Regions from separate parts of the Gossypium hirsutum genome. Here region 1 is linked to region 2. Evidence: chromatin contacts called from public Hi-C data. All regions are on one chromosome and are shown on one strand. The core of a region is the stretch at or near the end of the contact, and the rest is flanking DNA. Distances in the headings are between cores, read along the strand shown.

Region 1 (2,866 bases), core at 92-2,591, 710 kb after region 2:
AGGTACTAAATGATATGGTGTTGATTTTTTTGTTGGCATTTGAAATCAATGTTTAATGGATATTGGCAAAACAGTAGGTGACATCACGACGACAGACCCTAAATGTCGCGACGTGAAATCGACAAAGAGTGACATCGCAACCATGAACCTTCGATGTTGCGACGACATTCACTGTTTTGTTAAGGCCGCGATGTGATACCCTCGATGTCGCGACGCCAACCTGAGAATTTTAAAAGTATTACATTTTAGTCATCAACCAACCTCAGTTTATCGAAAGATCTTTCATAAGCTTGTTCAAATCCTGATTTTAATTATATAACATATTGTAATTATGTATTGAGCTTAATAACATGCGTAAGCTATTTATTTGTTTTGCTATTATGACTGTAGTTGTTTTGGCAACAAATGTGACATATTGTAGCTCGAACCCGGCGATCAAGTCAGATATGGGGTGTTACATGAACATACTAAATTAAATTTTTTTAATGTTAATAATTGAATTTAGAATAAAAAACTTAATTTTTGTTTTTACAAATATTGATTGAATTTCAAAATTGATCATTTTTTCAAAAAAAATTAGGTAAATTACACCTAAGTTCAATAAACTATTAGTAAGTTTACGTTTCGGTCACCCTAAAAAGTTATAAAATGACCACTCAATTATGTGAAAGTTCTATTTTATGTCTGAACTATTCAAAAATTTTATTTAACTCATTGGATAGTTAAGTTTTTTTTTTCGTAAAAGTCTAGCTAGTGAGCTTCAAGTAATGATTAGATGATCGGTACGAAGGATCAATAGAGGAACATACCTTAAAAATCCAATTTAATTAAACGGTCATTGTCAGAGATTGGAGAAGAAAGATGTTTGGATTTTGGTTTGGAGATTCTTGATGTTCAAAGTTGTTTAATGAAACCTAAACTATAAAAAAGAGAAGGAATGAGAACTTTTGATTGGTGCAAGTGATCTGAACAAAGAATGCTATACATCAGTGATTTTAATAGCCTAATAACTTAAATGAAAACTTTCAAATAGTTTTATAATCATTTTATAACTTTTTAAAATTAAATAACTAAAATATAAATTATTAATAATTTAATGAACTTAAATATAATTTATCAAAACTTTTTACAAAACTATATGCATATATATATATACGGGATTTTGCGTCCGTCCAGATTTGCGAATTGGATTCTACTAAAGTTGCTGCGTATTACGCACCCTGAACCGTTTTAGCAACCCCTATGCGTATTGCACCCCCGGTTTATCCTAAACTGAATCCTAGTTTATAAAAAAAACAAGGCGACTAAAAGTTGAAGTTTTACCGTCCGATAATACACAGACCCCCAACTTACACGCTTTTTTGTCTGCTGAAAATCGGGCAAAGTCTTTCCCTTCTCTAAACACAAAACACTTGCATTAAATTAGTCCCATTATTAATTAATTTAATCTCCTTTGCTAAATTACTCTATTTTCTCTCTCTTCACTCTGTCAGTAGTCACTGTAACCAGATTTAAATCCACATTCTAGAGAGAGAGAAAAAAAAAGCAGTAAACATTATTTTCTCTCTTCTTCATTCTCTCTCTCTCTCTTTTTTTTTCTATATCTAATAATCTGTTTAACAGCTGTATTTGAACTGATTTGAAAACCCTAGCATTTGGATCACACTTTGAAGTTTCAGATGTGAAGCAAGCTTCTCTCTTTGGAAATATTTTTTATTTGGATTTCGTTGCATTTGGGGGTTGAAGTGGTGAGAGGAAGTGTTTGAATCGGAGATGGCGGAGATTGACAGCGAAGCGGTGGAGGTAGGAAACAATGCGAGGAGTGAGTCGCCGGTGAGGGTGACGTCAAGCTCGACGGGAGTACCTCCGCCGTTGACGGTGTCAGCGTCGTTTAAGGAGAGTGGAGGGAAAGGTTCGTCGAGGAGGAGAGCTGTTAGACCTAGCTTCGATGCGGATAATGAGTTCATTACGTTGCTTCACGGGTCGGATCCGGTGAAAGTAGAGCTCAATCGGTTGGAGAATGAAGTTAGAGGTGAGGAATGTAGCTCGATCTAGTTGTTTTTCGCCTTGATTCGGCCCAATTTAGCTCCTTTTTAGTTAACATTAACCCTATGTATTTATTTTATTATAATTATAATTATAATTTTGATTTTTTTTTTGTTTTGGGTTACAGATAAAGATAGAGAATTGGGAGAAGCACAAGCAGAAATTAAAGCATTAAAGATGTCTGAAAGGCAAAGAGAAAAGGCTGTCGAAGAGGTCGATTACTTTTTTTTTTTTTGGAAAAATATAATCATTGGTATTTATTTTATTTAAGAAATTAGGTTTAACTGATTGGTGAAAACGCTTTAATAATGGTGGTAATTTAAGTAGTAATTTATTTTGAAAATCTTGGAAATTTGTTAGTTCTTTTTTATATTTTCTGATCTTAGTGTGGAAAGTCCAATGTTTTCCTTTTTTTTTCCCTCCACTTAGATGGATGTTTAATTTTTTTGGGAAAAGATTACGGTTTATTTTAAGTTTAGATATGATGATGCTTGTACAAAAGAATTGATGGAAGATAGGACTGTTTGTATTTCAGTGTAAATTGTTATTTTACAGAAGAAAAGCAGATCCTGCAAAATTGATGAGTAAATGTTCGTGTCTGCCTGTGTCTCCATTGCTGATTGCAAACCTATGTTAAACTTCTGATAGTTTCTTGGTTTTTGCGGATGTAATCTGCTGAAATACATAATACATAACTGTTCTGTCAAAGTCATGTTGGTTGGAAGTTTCATCATTGAGATTTGTTGCTCAGTAATTTTAGGAAGTCATTGGTGGGCTGTCTCATCTAACACCATGAACCATTTATCCAACTTCATTTTCA
Region 2 (2,818 bases), core at 286-2,785:
CCTTTAAATTTATTAAACTCTAAAATTTTGAAATCTCGCATAAAACAGACGGATAAAAAATAAAAACTTAATTGAGGGTTTCAAAACTCCAAGAGAAAAATTGCTCTTTTCTGTTTTTATCTGAAGTGGATATTTATTAGTTATAGACGAAGCAAATCCTGAAACGCCACTTGGCATACTCATGCTTCACGCAACGAGTAGCTGCTGGCGTTAAAACTCGAATTTAAATCTCATTGATATCAATAATTAATAAACAACTCATACCCTTTATCTCTAATTTTTTTTAAAAAAATAAAAAATAAATGTTAACTTAATGATAAAGGAATTTTAAATCTTGGTATAAATTAATTATAAAAATTAACTTGAATGATTTTACCTGTTTTGATCATATTAATGGCAAAAAAATTCTAAACCTCCAATCTTACTATTAATGTAAAATGAAACAAACGTGATAAAGATGAAAGCCAAACTTCCTCTCATGGAGTCATTTTCGTCAGATATTGAGTAAATGCCGCGTGGAAGAGCGTTTGGCTTTGGACAGGACAGCTCTGTCGTGGCTTTGAATGTGGAAAATTTGGGTGTTGTCCCAATTAATTTAAGATTAAGATGCAATGGGGGACCCTATCTTATAACAACCTTTAATTTAATTAGAAAATGAAAAATCAACGTTACATTTAGCTTTTTGAATTAAGGCTGCTGAATAAGCAATGATGGAGTGTAGGTAATATGCCATGTTTTTTACCTTTACCTTTAACGTCCCAAATATCCATTTGCCTAATCTTTGTTACATCAAGTACCCCAAGTTACGTTAAGCTTTATAGCCATTAGTCTAATTATGGGACGATGGTCCCATCGCTATAATATTAACTGCCTAAATTTTGATATGTGAATTTTAGATATATAATTTTTATTTAATTTAATTCTCACAAATCATTATTATTATCTTTTTTTAATAATTGAGGTAAAAATATTCAAATTATAATGTTACAACACAAATATTCTTGTCACTAAATTTAGAAGTTATTATTACTATTAATATAATAATATTTGATGTTTACATATTATATACAAAAATAATTATATATATCTAACATAAAATTAAATATAAATATTTATTTTTAATTTATATAATTAAATTAAAATATCGTATTCGTATATATGTTTGAATTATAATTAAAATTTTATTTTTATAATTTTAATTTATATCTCCAATTACACATTTAATCAAATAGAAATTCAAATTCAAATTCAAATTAATTTATACAATCTATATACAATCATTCACAATTACCGTATCAAAATTCGAAATCAACCGTATACGATCCTACTTATCCCGCAAGTCATTGAAACAAATAATAATAATAAAAACAATCACGTCTTCTAAAAGGGGTAGTTTGGGAAAGCTAACAAAATTAAGTATTGAAAAGAGACTTCTATACTCATTTTAAATAAAAACAAAAAAGTGTCGAAAATTACATACCCTTTGCCAAACAGCTTCCTTTTCCTCGCTATTCATGAAGAAATCATGTCATTTTCAGTATTATCACCCTATATATATAAACCCTTCAAACTCTCCCCCCTCCAAAAAAAAAAAAACAGGTATACAACTACAAGGCCTTGGGCGTGAAGCAGCAGCATTTGCAACTTGCAAATCTGCCAAATAAAAAAAACAAAAAAAAAAAGAGAGAGAGGGTGCGAATTAGGTTTACAAATATGGAGCAAAAGAAGATCAACCATGAAAACAACAACAACAAAGCAGCTATAAGAGATGAAGATGGATATAAAGGCGTCCCAATTCATAGCCAAGTGATGAAGATAAAGCGAGAGTTTGAGAAGATCAAGCACCCGTCATTGCAACAAGCTGATATGAGACGAGTGCTTCGGGAGATCACCAGGCAACGCTCCCGTTCCCCTCTCGGATTAGCTGAAAGACCTATAGCTGTTGGCCATTCCTAGAAACTTCCATCACCTTGTAGAAGCAAAAGTAAGAGGAAATAGTTACTTTCATACCCACCAACAGCTTTTTAGGATTAGATTGGATTTTTCTGTTCTTTTTTAATCACGCCCCTGTTTATGGATCTATCTGTTGTGGATATGTTTATGGAGAAAACACTTCCTCTGTTTCTCCCCTATATTAATTAATAACTTAAAAGGTCTTCTTGTTTGAATTAAACATTTAAACCAGCTAAGCTCCCTCTGTTTCTGGAACACAGTTTGGTTTATAGCAAATCACCTCTCTGTTTTTGGTACCCACTCCTCTTTTCCTACTCAAACATAAAAAAATATATAGGGCAGACACCGCAACGGATGCACCAAATCTAACCACCAGGTAAAACAAGTCAATTACTTAAACCGAAAGGAAAAGATTTGATGTGTGGGGGTGATAACAAGAAACAGAACCAAGTGCCAAAGAAGGAGCAAACTGTAATTACCGTTTCCATACCATAAGAAACTCGTGGTGGTTCTCCTTGGATCTTCAGCCTCCTTATGAGATCTATCATGACATCTATAATCAGGTCACTACACCGATTATAGATAGCACAACTCTTAAAACACTCTTATAAGCATCCTTGTACACTATGTTACTCCAAGTCTCCAACATGATTATGTGCTTAACACATGCATTTTCAATTTTTCTATGACAAAATATGTTTTAAGTACAATGAAGTTAAGTATCGACCATTACAACATCATGGATATTTGAAGGGGTAATTCAACCAAAGAGTATCAAGTGAGCCACTAAGCCTCAAGACTAACACAATGCATCACCCTATTACCTAAGCGGTCAACCCGTGCAATTCACAACTTAATGGTATGT

Evidence for each region. A called contact is a pair of places that touch in the nucleus more often than the background predicts.
Region 1: a Hi-C map of leaf shows a contact between it and region 2, with 2.0 times the contacts expected there. The contact joins the promoter of LOC107903631 here to the promoter of LOC121223713 in region 2. A contact is called at or near these places in 2 of 34 Hi-C or Micro-C datasets (callus and leaf).

Annotation. Positions count from the first base shown.
Region 1 is chrA01:87,833,501-87,836,366 of Gossypium_hirsutum_v2.1, forward strand. It overlaps LOC107903631 (microtubule-associated protein 70-2), which reads left to right and starts at 1,342. Exons shown (of 12, transcript XM_041077146.1): 1 at 1,342-2,032; 2 at 2,174-2,259. The coding sequence starts at 1,774.
Region 2 is chrA01:87,119,198-87,122,015 of Gossypium_hirsutum_v2.1, forward strand. LOC121223713 reads left to right here and starts at 1,536. Exons shown (of 1, transcript XM_041105959.1): 1 at 1,536-2,173. The coding sequence starts at 1,714. The coding sequence ends at 1,956.